Linked DNA regions of Mus musculus: region 1 is linked to region 2. Evidence: chromatin contacts called from public Micro-C data. All regions are on one chromosome and are shown on one strand. The core of a region is the stretch at or near the end of the contact, and the rest is flanking DNA. Distances in the headings are between cores, read along the strand shown.

The links. A called contact is a pair of places that touch in the nucleus more often than the background predicts.
Region 1: a contact with region 2 is called in a Micro-C map of embryonic stem cells, with 6 times the contacts expected there. The contact joins the enhancer-like site here to the promoter of Slc30a1 in region 2. A contact is called at or near these places in 10 of 484 Hi-C or Micro-C datasets (CD4 T cells, the HL-1 cell line, double positive thymocytes and 5 more), 3 of 115 datasets of contacts at active chromatin or transcription factors (embryonic stem cells, memory CD8 T cells and microglia) and 3 of 9 other capture datasets (adipose tissue, liver and pancreatic islet).

What each region holds. Positions count from the first base shown.
Region 1 is chr1:191,987,318-191,992,539 of GRCm38.p6, reverse strand. It overlaps Rd3 (retinal degeneration 3), which reads right to left. Exons shown (of 3, transcript NM_023727.4): 3 at 4,258-5,222. Among named protein-coding and RNA genes, the nearest start is that of Mir3473c, 8.7 kb to the left of the region's middle. Within about 2 kb of position 2,354, at least 407 of the 459 cell types and tissues checked have an H3K27ac peak or open chromatin away from gene starts, as enhancers often do. A contact at or near this core is called in the HL-1 cell line, adipose tissue, double positive thymocytes and 8 more, where this site is marked.
Region 2 is chr1:191,905,001-191,910,065 of GRCm38.p6, reverse strand. Slc30a1 (solute carrier family 30 (zinc transporter), member 1) reads right to left here and starts at 3,285. Exons shown (of 2, transcript NM_009579.3): 1 at 2,453-3,285; 2 at 1-1,215. The coding sequence starts at 3,059. The coding sequence ends at 311. It overlaps 1700034H15Rik (RIKEN cDNA 1700034H15 gene), which reads left to right and starts at 2,539. Exons shown (of 5, transcript NR_030669.1): 1 at 2,539-3,006.

The sequences.
Region 1 (5,222 bases), core at 1,105-3,604, 83 kb before region 2:
CTCCTGAGCTTCTGGTCCTGCTCGGGCCAGGCACCCCTGCTAGATCCCCACCAGGCACCCAGGCTTCAGAACACAGGGCAAAAGCTGTCACATGCAGAAAGAAAACAGAGCCTCCCAGCAAAGCTGTGAGGGGAGGTAGGGAGATTCAGCCAGCTGTGACACTGCCAAGGACAGAGTTGCCTGTTGTCATGGAGATGTGCCCATAAGAACTTCTGACTGGGCCTTATAGGTCACAGCACCTCAGGGTCCTCTCAGGAACTGACAGGCCCATGCTTCTGGCCGGGCTAGGGCTCCTCCTCCTGCTGCACCCCTCTATGCACTGTGCCCACTCAGAAGGACAAAGCATCCACTGTGCTCCTCACCCAGGGACTCAGCCAGCTCCCCCCTCACCCCTTCTCCTGCCTCCATGTGTGAGAGCCTTTGGTGCAGGAACTTGGGTGTAAACCCAAGTCTCTTCCAGACACACAGTAAGCACTTTACAAATGCAGTGAGAATGTGATGAGAATGTGGATTCTCTAGGGTGAGAATGTGGATCTCAACCTAGAGTTTTCCCAGAGCAGAGGCAGAGGAAGGAGTCTGATGTACCTGTACCACTGCTAAGATTGCTAGTTCTAAGCGAGGGTCCGTGTCTGATTTCAGTTTATATCTCACAAGTTATGACTGACACATAGCAGGTGGGCAACACGGTTTATTTCACTTACTACGCTGGCTACTTTTATGTCAACTTGACACAAGCTAGAATTATCTGAAAGGATGGGGCCTCAAGTGAGAAAAAGCCTCCATAAGATCAGGCACGTTTTTCTTAATTAGCGATTGATGGGGGAGGGCCCAACCATTGTGAGTGGTGCCATCCCTAGGCTGGTGGTCCTGGGTTCTATAAGAAAGCAGGTTGAGCAAGCCATGGGGAGCAAGACAGTAAGCAACACCCCTCCATGGCGTCTGCACCAGCTCCTGTCTCCAGGTTTCTGCCCTGTTTGAGTTCCTGTTCTGACTCTCTTCAACGTTGAACAATAATATGGAAGTGTAACCCGAATAAAACCTCTTCTCCCAACTTGCATTTTGGTCATGGTGTTTCATCGCAGCAATGGAAACCCTAAGACAGTGTCCACCGGGAGATGAGTCAGGAGTGGGGCTACCTGAGTGTTCCTCCAAATGAGATGAAGCTAAGTGCTTGTTGCTCAGGAGGCTCTTGGAGGGTTATCTGAGAACACAATGACAAGTGAGGGTGACTCTGTCTGGGTCACTGTGCCCCTTATTTTGATAGTGCCTTTCTTCTCACTGCTGCACTTGATAGATGCATCTACTTGACATGTGACCCGCCACAGAGAGGCAGAGGAACCCGGACTACAGCTCTGCACCTGTGATCAGTCCTGACGGGCGTGCACATAGCAGTGGAAACACCCACACCCCTAGGCTCTTTTCCATCTCACTCCAGCACATCTCAGCACAAGCGATTGCTCATGTGCGAGAGGCAGGAACCCCCGAGGAGAGCCCTGTGTGTATCATCACCCCTGAACCCACTTCAGTATGTGGAGGTGCCCATGGTGATTATAATTCTAACACAGAGCAGCAGGTGACAGTCTCCAGGGAAGAGGGCCAGGCCAATATGTATGTTTATGTCTTAGTTTTCAACAAAGGTAAAAAGAAAATTTAAATGTAATAGCAAAAAAGTTTACGGAAGAGAATATAAAGAAATATTGGAGAGGGCGTAGTATATTTTGGGAGTTGGAAAGACAGATCAGTGGTTGAGCCCTGGCCACTGCTACATTCATGAAGGCAAAGCACCCATACACAAAAAATAAAAATAAATCTTCTGAAAAAAATTGTCTAGGAGGTGAACATCCGAGAATGTTTCAGAATGCTGTTCTGCTGTCAAAACACTCCATGTTTTCAAAATGATTTGACCACTGCTGTTTTCCACAGACATTCACTGCAAACTCCCCCCCCCCCCTTCAATAATTCTACACTGTCTGCAAGATAAAAGCCTTGAAGTTCTGGCTTAATTCTTTTTAGTTATAGTTCCTTTTATTTTCCAAAGTCAGGGAATTTTTTGAACTTGTAACTCTGGGAATGGAGAGCCTCAACTCTCCCAACATTGAATACAAAATATTATGTGAATGTGCATTTTGTTTCCAGTACAAGGTATAGATAGCTTTAAGTGTTCAAAAGATGTGACTTTCAGCTTGCTGTCTATACCAAGCGCACGGTGTCTCTTACTGCCCACCCTGCTCTGCTGCGGACCAGAAACCCGCCCACCACCCACAACCCGCAGCTTGACAGACAGAACCAGGCTGGGCGGGACTTCCGGGCTTCCATCGCAGGAGAGAACAAGCGAAGGGCGGGGCCAAGGGCTCTTCTGCCTATCGTGGTGGTGGGGGGGTGTTGAGGCCACTTCCGGTTAGGGCGTTCTGTTTGGGCGCTCTCGGCTGCTGGCCCCTCCGAGCCTTTCCACGCGTGGTGAGCAGCCAGGCCTTAGGACTAGAGTTTGTAATCGACTGTGACAGGATGGCGAAGGTTCCCCAGACTTGAGACTACGTGTTTTCGCAGGTTAATTCCCCAGGTTGCACGCCCACTTCCGTCTTCCTTTACTCTTAAAGGGAAGTGATTTTTCTTCAGGTTTCGGTGTATTTCTTTTTAGGTTTGGCTCTGGCAATTTTTATGCCAGAGTGTGGAGGTTTGTCGACTGGTCGTCCTGATTTCTTTATTCGACCTCTGTGTCCTGGTGGTTTGACTGGAAGACTCTTAGTTTTGTAGGCAAGGATGTATTTGTAGGTAACAATTTTAACTTTTCCCAGGGGTCCAGCACCTCACCGGATCCACCTAAGGGCGCTTACTAAAAGGTGGCATCTTATGTTTTGCCAACTTTCTGGTAGACAGCTTTTTAAAAGTTACACTGTTCATTCCCTCCCTCGTCTGCGAGCCATTTTTTATTATTCTTTTACATTAGAAATGACTAAGGTGGTGGCGCACGCCTTTAATCCCAGCACTTGGGAGGCAGAGACAGGCGGATTTCTGAGTTCTAGGCCAGCCTGGTCTACAGAGTGAGTTCCAGGACAGCCAGGGCTACACAGAGAAACCCTGTCTCCGAAAAAAAAAAAAAAAAGAAAGAAAGAAAGAAAAGAAATAAGAAATGACTAAGGTGTCCCAAATATTTTCATTATCGGTCTTGGAGGTGATCCTATCTCTTCTCCGCTGTTTAAAATAGTAGGTTTTCCAGTGGTGAGCCCTCAAGTGCAGTAAGTGAATATGAGTCATAGCACCATGCTGATAAAATTCTGAGAAATGCAGAGACAAAGCAGGTGATACAGAAGTGGCAACAGATGCAGTAAGGGAGTGTGGGATACATGGGCCAGCTCTGAGCCTATCACCATATCCCTACGAGCCCCCAACAACATCCAGATCAGACCCGGCCTCCACACCTACAAGGGCAGCACACCCCTAATCCTTTCTCCAGTCAGGTGTGTTCTCCACAGTCTTTCTTGCACAGTCCTAGTCTCCACTCAGCCTGTCCCTGAAGATGTGGATTCAAATATTCACACCATATTGTTCTTCACATCTTAGACGGATAGTGACCCAGACCACCAACCCCATGGAACAGGCACTTTTTTCAGACCAGCCCAGAATTCCATGCTTTCTCAGCTTGCTAGCAACAACAGGCATGGCAGACCTCCAGAGTATAAGTGTTTGGAACCGGAAGTACCAATACGGCAGATAAACTCAGACCTCTCATGGAGTGTGCTACACACACATTCCAGAAAGACAGTGTTTTGGAAGCAAAACATTTCTTCCTCTTAAGACTTTGTAAACAGCTCTCAAATATGTCCTAGCCTAAAAGACAATTTTCCATGGAAAATTAATGACATGTAATGACTGCAGTAGCTATTTGTGGGTTAAAGTAAGCATGCAGGTCAAACCTGCATGATAACAAACTACAAAGAATGTGGTTTTGTTATGGCTGATTATCCTCAGCCTTTTTTCCTCCTTGTGTGTGATTCAAGTGTGCACTAGAAGGCTCCTGAAGTATTAAGCCAAGCATGCACCCCCTACCCAGAATGGCCAATAGGTTTTTATTATTTCAAATTAGTAAAAATATGTACTATTAATAGCTATTCTTTACTGGTGCAAATGGTTGGCACTTTTTGCTGCTTTCCTCATTTATGAAAGAATTTAAAAATCTAAAGCCAGAGAAGAAATTAATGTTATGTAAAATTACATTATATACATATATATATATTAGAGAATCTTTTGTGTTGAAATATTTTATCAAATGGCCACAATTTATTAATTTACTGTTTATCAACATGATACTCCATAAACAATCTTCCATTGTAGAATTATAGAGCACTATGTGATTGAGCATAAACAAATCATAATTTTCTGATTGATGTGTGGATGTATGAGATTTGATGAGACCCTCACTCTCAGAAACAAAATGCAAGGAGTCATATGTTGGGAAGAATTTGGGTCATTTCAGCAGGGACTAGGTATTAGATAATATGAAAGTTTGTGTAGATTTTTACTAGCAGAACAGCTGTGTGTTTGTGTTTCAAGACAGGGTTTCTTTGCGTAGCCCTGGCTATCTTGGAACTCATGCTGTAGACTACACTAACCTCGAACTCAGAGATCTTCATGCCTCTGCCTCCCAAACTCTGGGGCTAAAGATGTATGCCACCCTAGATAGGTAGATGACAGACAGACAGACAGATAGATATCCCCAACTTCTGGGATGTTCTCTTTTGCAGAGCACACTGAAGTATTCAGGCATGAAGAAACATATCTGAGATTCATATTAAAGTATCCGCCAAAATTTTGGGTTGAGAAATTAAAACATGAAACAAAAATGAAATTAATATTATTAAGAATTAATAAGCATTAAGGCTCCCTTTACTTTCTAGAACTTAAAAGTTCTCATACCAAGTAAGAAGCACCAGAACTAGGATGCTGCGCCAGCTGCGGCTCAGCGGGGGGGATGGGGGGGGCTCCCCCTCCCCTCCAGCCAACGCCAGCCCCTCAGCAGACACCTCTGTTAGCCCTGAGTCTTACAGGACCTGAGACCCTCACAGGCTTTAGTTAGCATCACAGCTAAGGTGGGACAAAGCAGAAGAGTACTGAGGAGGTTGGCAGGGACAGCAGTAGCAGCTGCCTGTCATGCAAGAGCAAGCTCACTACCTCAGGTTTTCCTTTTGTTTGAGGAGAACAGAGAGACCTGGAAGAAGAAATCA
Region 2 (5,065 bases), core at 2,036-4,535:
GGGAAAACCAGGAATCAAATTTCATTATGTCATATAAGATTTATACTTACTTTAAACAAAAATGTAACATAGTGTTAAAACTGGCTTTCAAACGTGTTCCAGCATAGCTGCACTATGCACTAAGAATCACAAGGCTGCAATGTAGCACTCTCTATTAGGCAGTTCCATTATGTTCTTACAAAAATAGAATTAAACTGTGCGACCAGACAAGGACTTCAATTACACTACTTGGCAAACTTAGTATTTCAATGGAGTCTATTTTCTCTTGCAGTTTAAAAGCAAAAGTCAAATATCACATCTTTTTCAAGACTCACAAAGATGATTCGGGCTGTTTGTTTGGCACGTTTTTAATCTCTATCACCACAGCAGGGAGACTGCCTTCAGCTTTAGTCCTCCTGGCCTTCTTCTCTAGATTCTCACTGAGTTCTAAACAAGAAATGCTAACTGTTGGCGCCTTCTCTGCATCCTTCCCAGAATGCACCTGTGGCCGTGTCCCGCAGCACTGCTTCAGGGCACACTGAGTTCTGCAGGCGAGCTCACACGGGAGCACACTTGACTTAGAGCCGACGCTAGCGAATTCAGGCTGGATGGTGGTAGCGTGGATTCCATGATTATGAAAGACATCTTTAATGGTCTTGGCCACCTGCATGTAGGAAGCGGGGTCCTCACATTTTATGTGGGCAGTGGCGATGATCCTGCTTCCCGCCAGCTGCCAGACATGTAGCTCATGGACTTCCTCAACGCCGTCAACGTCTCGAAGCTCTTTCACCAAGTGTTTGATATCGATTTGCTTAGGGACAGTTTGTAGAAGAATGAGAGCAGACTCCTTGAGCAATGGGTAAGTCGTGTACAGAAGTATACAAACCATTATAATACAAAGGGTTGGGTCTAGGTAGAGCACCCAGCATGGGCCAGCGTCACGCATCGGGGCCTGGGTGCTGTTAATTATCTCTACAGACGATTTGCAGGGATCAGGAAAACACGGGTTCGTACAAAAGTCGTCTTCAGTACAACCCTTCCAGTTAAAGTAAAAGACCAAGGCATTCACGACCACGATCACGGAGCCCAAGGCATCTCCAAGGACGTGCAGAAACACTCCTCGCATATTCAGCTGCCCAGCCCTGTTGTCTTCCGCTTCCAGATTGTCAGACTCCTGGATGAGATTCCCATTTACTTGTACATCCACTGGGTCATCACTTCTCAATTTTTCTGGCTCTACAACAAAACAATACAATTTTCACTAAGCACATTTAAAGTGTCCACAGAAACATCTTGTCTGGCAGTGAGTGAGTTTAAACTTGTTTCATAAAGCTGTGACAATGACAGTGTGCTGAGAGCAACCCACAGTGAGCTAGCCCTGGGTCCCGCCAGTACCCAACAGCGGAGAGTCCACTGTGTCACTGGGCTACTGCTCCTTGTTCCTTCCCACCTCTCACCTGCCCTCACTGCTGGGATGGGGTCGTGTAAACACTGCGTCACCTCTCTGAAACATACAAGAGAAACAAAACTCTAGGCAATCAGTAAGCATCACTGAAGGGATGTCCTCTGACAGGAACAAACCTGATGTGAGGGTCTCTGTCAGTGGCACTAGACAGACTGAGAAAAGCAGCTCTAACGTAAAATCATCGTCAAGAACATAAAACATAGCGTCTTTGTAGAAGGGTTCACAAACTGACAAATCAACAACCTGGGTCTATTGCTGGGGGTGCAGGCCTTGACCCCAGAGAGACATGCAGGAGGTAATCTGTGAGTTTGAGGCCGGCCTGTCCTACAGAGTGAGTTCCAGGACAGCCAGGGCTATCCTGAGAAACCCGTCTAGAGGAACCAAAAACAAACCAACAAAACAACCTGAAGCTATCAACAAAGTTGGAAGTCAACAATCACTAAGTAACCTGAAAGTTCCCGTCAGAGGGCACACCTGAGGAGCTTCTCTTTCTCCTTTCCCACGCACCACCTGAACTTCCAAACATGTTCCTATGCATTGGAGAAGGTAAGCTGCCTCCGTAAGTAACCTAACCAGATACAAGTGGCAAGAAAAACTGGAAGATACACACAATGTTAACATCGAGGGTGGTAGGTTCTTTCTCATTTCTTTTCAACACTTACCTTCCAAATTACCATCAAGCACACGTGCTCAAGATGAAAAACGCTCGTTAAAACCACGAGAGTAATACATCACCACTGGGTCGAGCACCATTATGCCAACCCGAGGAGGTGAGGGTGCAACGTGCCTTGGCAGGTCCCTAAACAGTGATTTTCCGGATTAGGTGGTCGGTTCAGGGAAACACACACTCCCGTTCACAAAGGCCGCCTTTAACCAGGGCCCACACACCCCCAGCACATCATTATCAAACTTGTTCAGTGGGCACGAAACCACCGCGCACCTGGGCGCGGGGCGTGGCACCCACCGCGGTCGCCAGGGGGCGCCTGTCCCGAACACTGTGGCGCTCACCTGCCTGGTCCGCCTTCAGCCCGTTGGAATTGCTGGTGTTGGCCACCAGCGTGTTGGTCTCCTCCTGGTCCGGCGCCCGGCCCGGCGGCGCGCCCGCCTCGACCCCCGCGCGGCCCGCCTTGCGCGCGCCCTTGGCGAGGTGGCCGTGGCCGTGGCCGTGCGAGTGGCCGTGGCCCGCGCCCTGGCCCTCGCCGCTGTGATGGTGGAACAGACAGAGCCCCAGCACGTTGACCAGCAGCCCCGCCACGCCGACGCTCAGCACCACGAGCGGCTGCTGCATCTCATGCGGCTCGATGAAGCGCTCGACGGCTTCCAGCAGGATGGCGAAGCACAGCCCCGTGAGGAAGATGGCGTTCACCAGTGCGCCCATCACCTCAGCGCGGATCCAGCCGAACGTGTTCTTCTGCGTGGCGTGAGTCCTCCGGGCGAAGCGCTCGGCCACCAGCGCCACTACGAGCGCCAGCACGTCCGACAGCATGTGGAAGGAGTCGGACAGCATGGCGAGCGACGCGGTCACCCGGCTCACCACCACCTCCAGCACCATGAACATGAAGGTCAGCAGCAGCATGCACAGCAGCCGGCCGCGGTTGCGGCCCCAGCAGCCCATGGCGGCGGCCTGAGGCTCGGCGCTGACGCGGGAACGGGAGCGGCGCTGTGGGGAAACCGCCGGCCGCGCAGCTACTCAAGCGCCGGCGCTCGGCTGGGCTGGCGAGGCGGAGGGCGCGGCGGGCCACTGCGTGCCGAGGGGCTGCCGAGCATCGGACCGAAGCGCTCGGGAGACGGCGTCCGCGGCGACTGCGCTCGGCCCGGAGGCGTCCGCCGTCTTCGCCCCCCCTCCTTTGCAGACGGTTTACAAAAAAACTTTGCTTTGCACTCGGAACCCCCGTTTTCACACGGACCCGAGCGTGACAAGGCCCCGGTGCCCCGCCCCCCAGGCCCGGCTCGCCTCCCCATTGGCCAGAGCTGCCTCACGACAGCCCCGGCGTCCCGCCCTTCCTCGGCCTCTATTGGCTAGCGCGGCGGAGGGGCGGGAGGGGGCGGGGCGCGGCCGCGGGAGCTGGGGGCGGGGCCTGTGCACTGGGGAGCCGGGCGTGGGCCGGGGGCCGCGGCCGGGTGCAGCGGCGGGCGGTACGGGGGAGGGTGGGCGCGGGCCGCGTGCAGCGGTGGGCAGGCGGCAGGGCGGTGGCGCCGAGCCCTGGGGCGCAGTGAGCAGTTGCCGCTTCCCGCGGTGCGGGTTCCGGGCCGCGGTTCCCCTTTGCCGGCCCGGCCGCCCCAGACTTTGATCCTGGGAGCTGGGTGCACGTGGGGGCGGCTGGGTGACAGGTCGGCGCCCAGGAGGGGCGGGGAGTGTGGGCTGTGCGGACGGCGGCGGGGGCGCGGCCGCGGCCGAGTGAGGAGCTGAGTTAGGAACTGGTTGCTAGCAGCACAACCTTAGCCTCAGGAACACTTTCCATCCAGGGGTCACCCGCACGGCCACCCCCCACCCCTCCCCAGGGCAACCGTGTGAAGTCAGCTTGTCGCTGACACTCTTAAAGTGTGGAGTGCTGACTTGGGGCGGGAGCCTGCTGCGTGACTTGGGCAAGTCACCTAATCTCGCTACACCTGTTTCTTCATCAATACAGGGAAGGGTTGGGCAAGTGGAACTCTTCTGCTTCCTTCTAGCTAAAATTCCAAGGCTCTGTGATTTCACACTATTTATAGGTTTTTAAACCTCCGAACCCTTGTGTGGGCTGTTTGGAGGGGGAGGGGCGACCAGAATACAAAAGAAGATGGTGGGGAGGCACGAGGAACCAAACACCCTTGCTGAGTTGGCTAAAACTCTATGGAGTTCGTCCTCCAAGCGAGAACAGTGGATGTGTGCACATCTATGTGGGTAAAGCCCCCCACACCCCAATGGAGGCTATAATCATCAGAGAGGCCTCTGTTGAGTCGCCAAACCTGCCTTTCGAAGGACCCTCTGGGTACCAGCTATTGCATTGAGATATTCATGGCCCACTGTGTTCTTTTGCATGAAAAAAATTTCCTTTTGGCTTTTCTGAACAGTTTCTGTGAGTAAACCCTGGCTGTGCTGGAACTCCCTCTTTAGACCAGGCTGTCCTTGAACTCAGAGATACAGCTGCTTCTGCCTTCTGAGTGCTGGGATTAAGGTGTTCGCCACCACCGCTCAGCGGAAAATCCTATTCCAAGATTGCCTCTCACTTTGTACACCTTGTTCTCATCCCAGCACCCAGACTGGAAAGCTAGGCGGGTAAGAGAATAAATAGAACCTGGTGACGGACTGGGTATTGGGCGGCAAGAGAGCTAAAGGGGAGGATTAACAGGTATGTTTCGAAGCCGGTGAGGGAAATCCTGCCTTAAGTGGCATTTCTTGGGAAATGGGAAAACAGTGAAATCCACTTTGAGATGCTGAATTTGAATAAGCATGATAGCAGGGCTTAGATTGGACTCTGGAACTCCAGTAGTCACCCCATGCGCACAAAGTGGGAAGCACAGCTTCAAACTTTCTCCCAGCCTGCCTATATAGAAGTCTAAATTTGGAAGGCACTTAAAGTATCCTTAAGTCACTGGGCAGCTGGGGACCGTTTTGCCTCCTACAATGGCCCTTTATTGAGA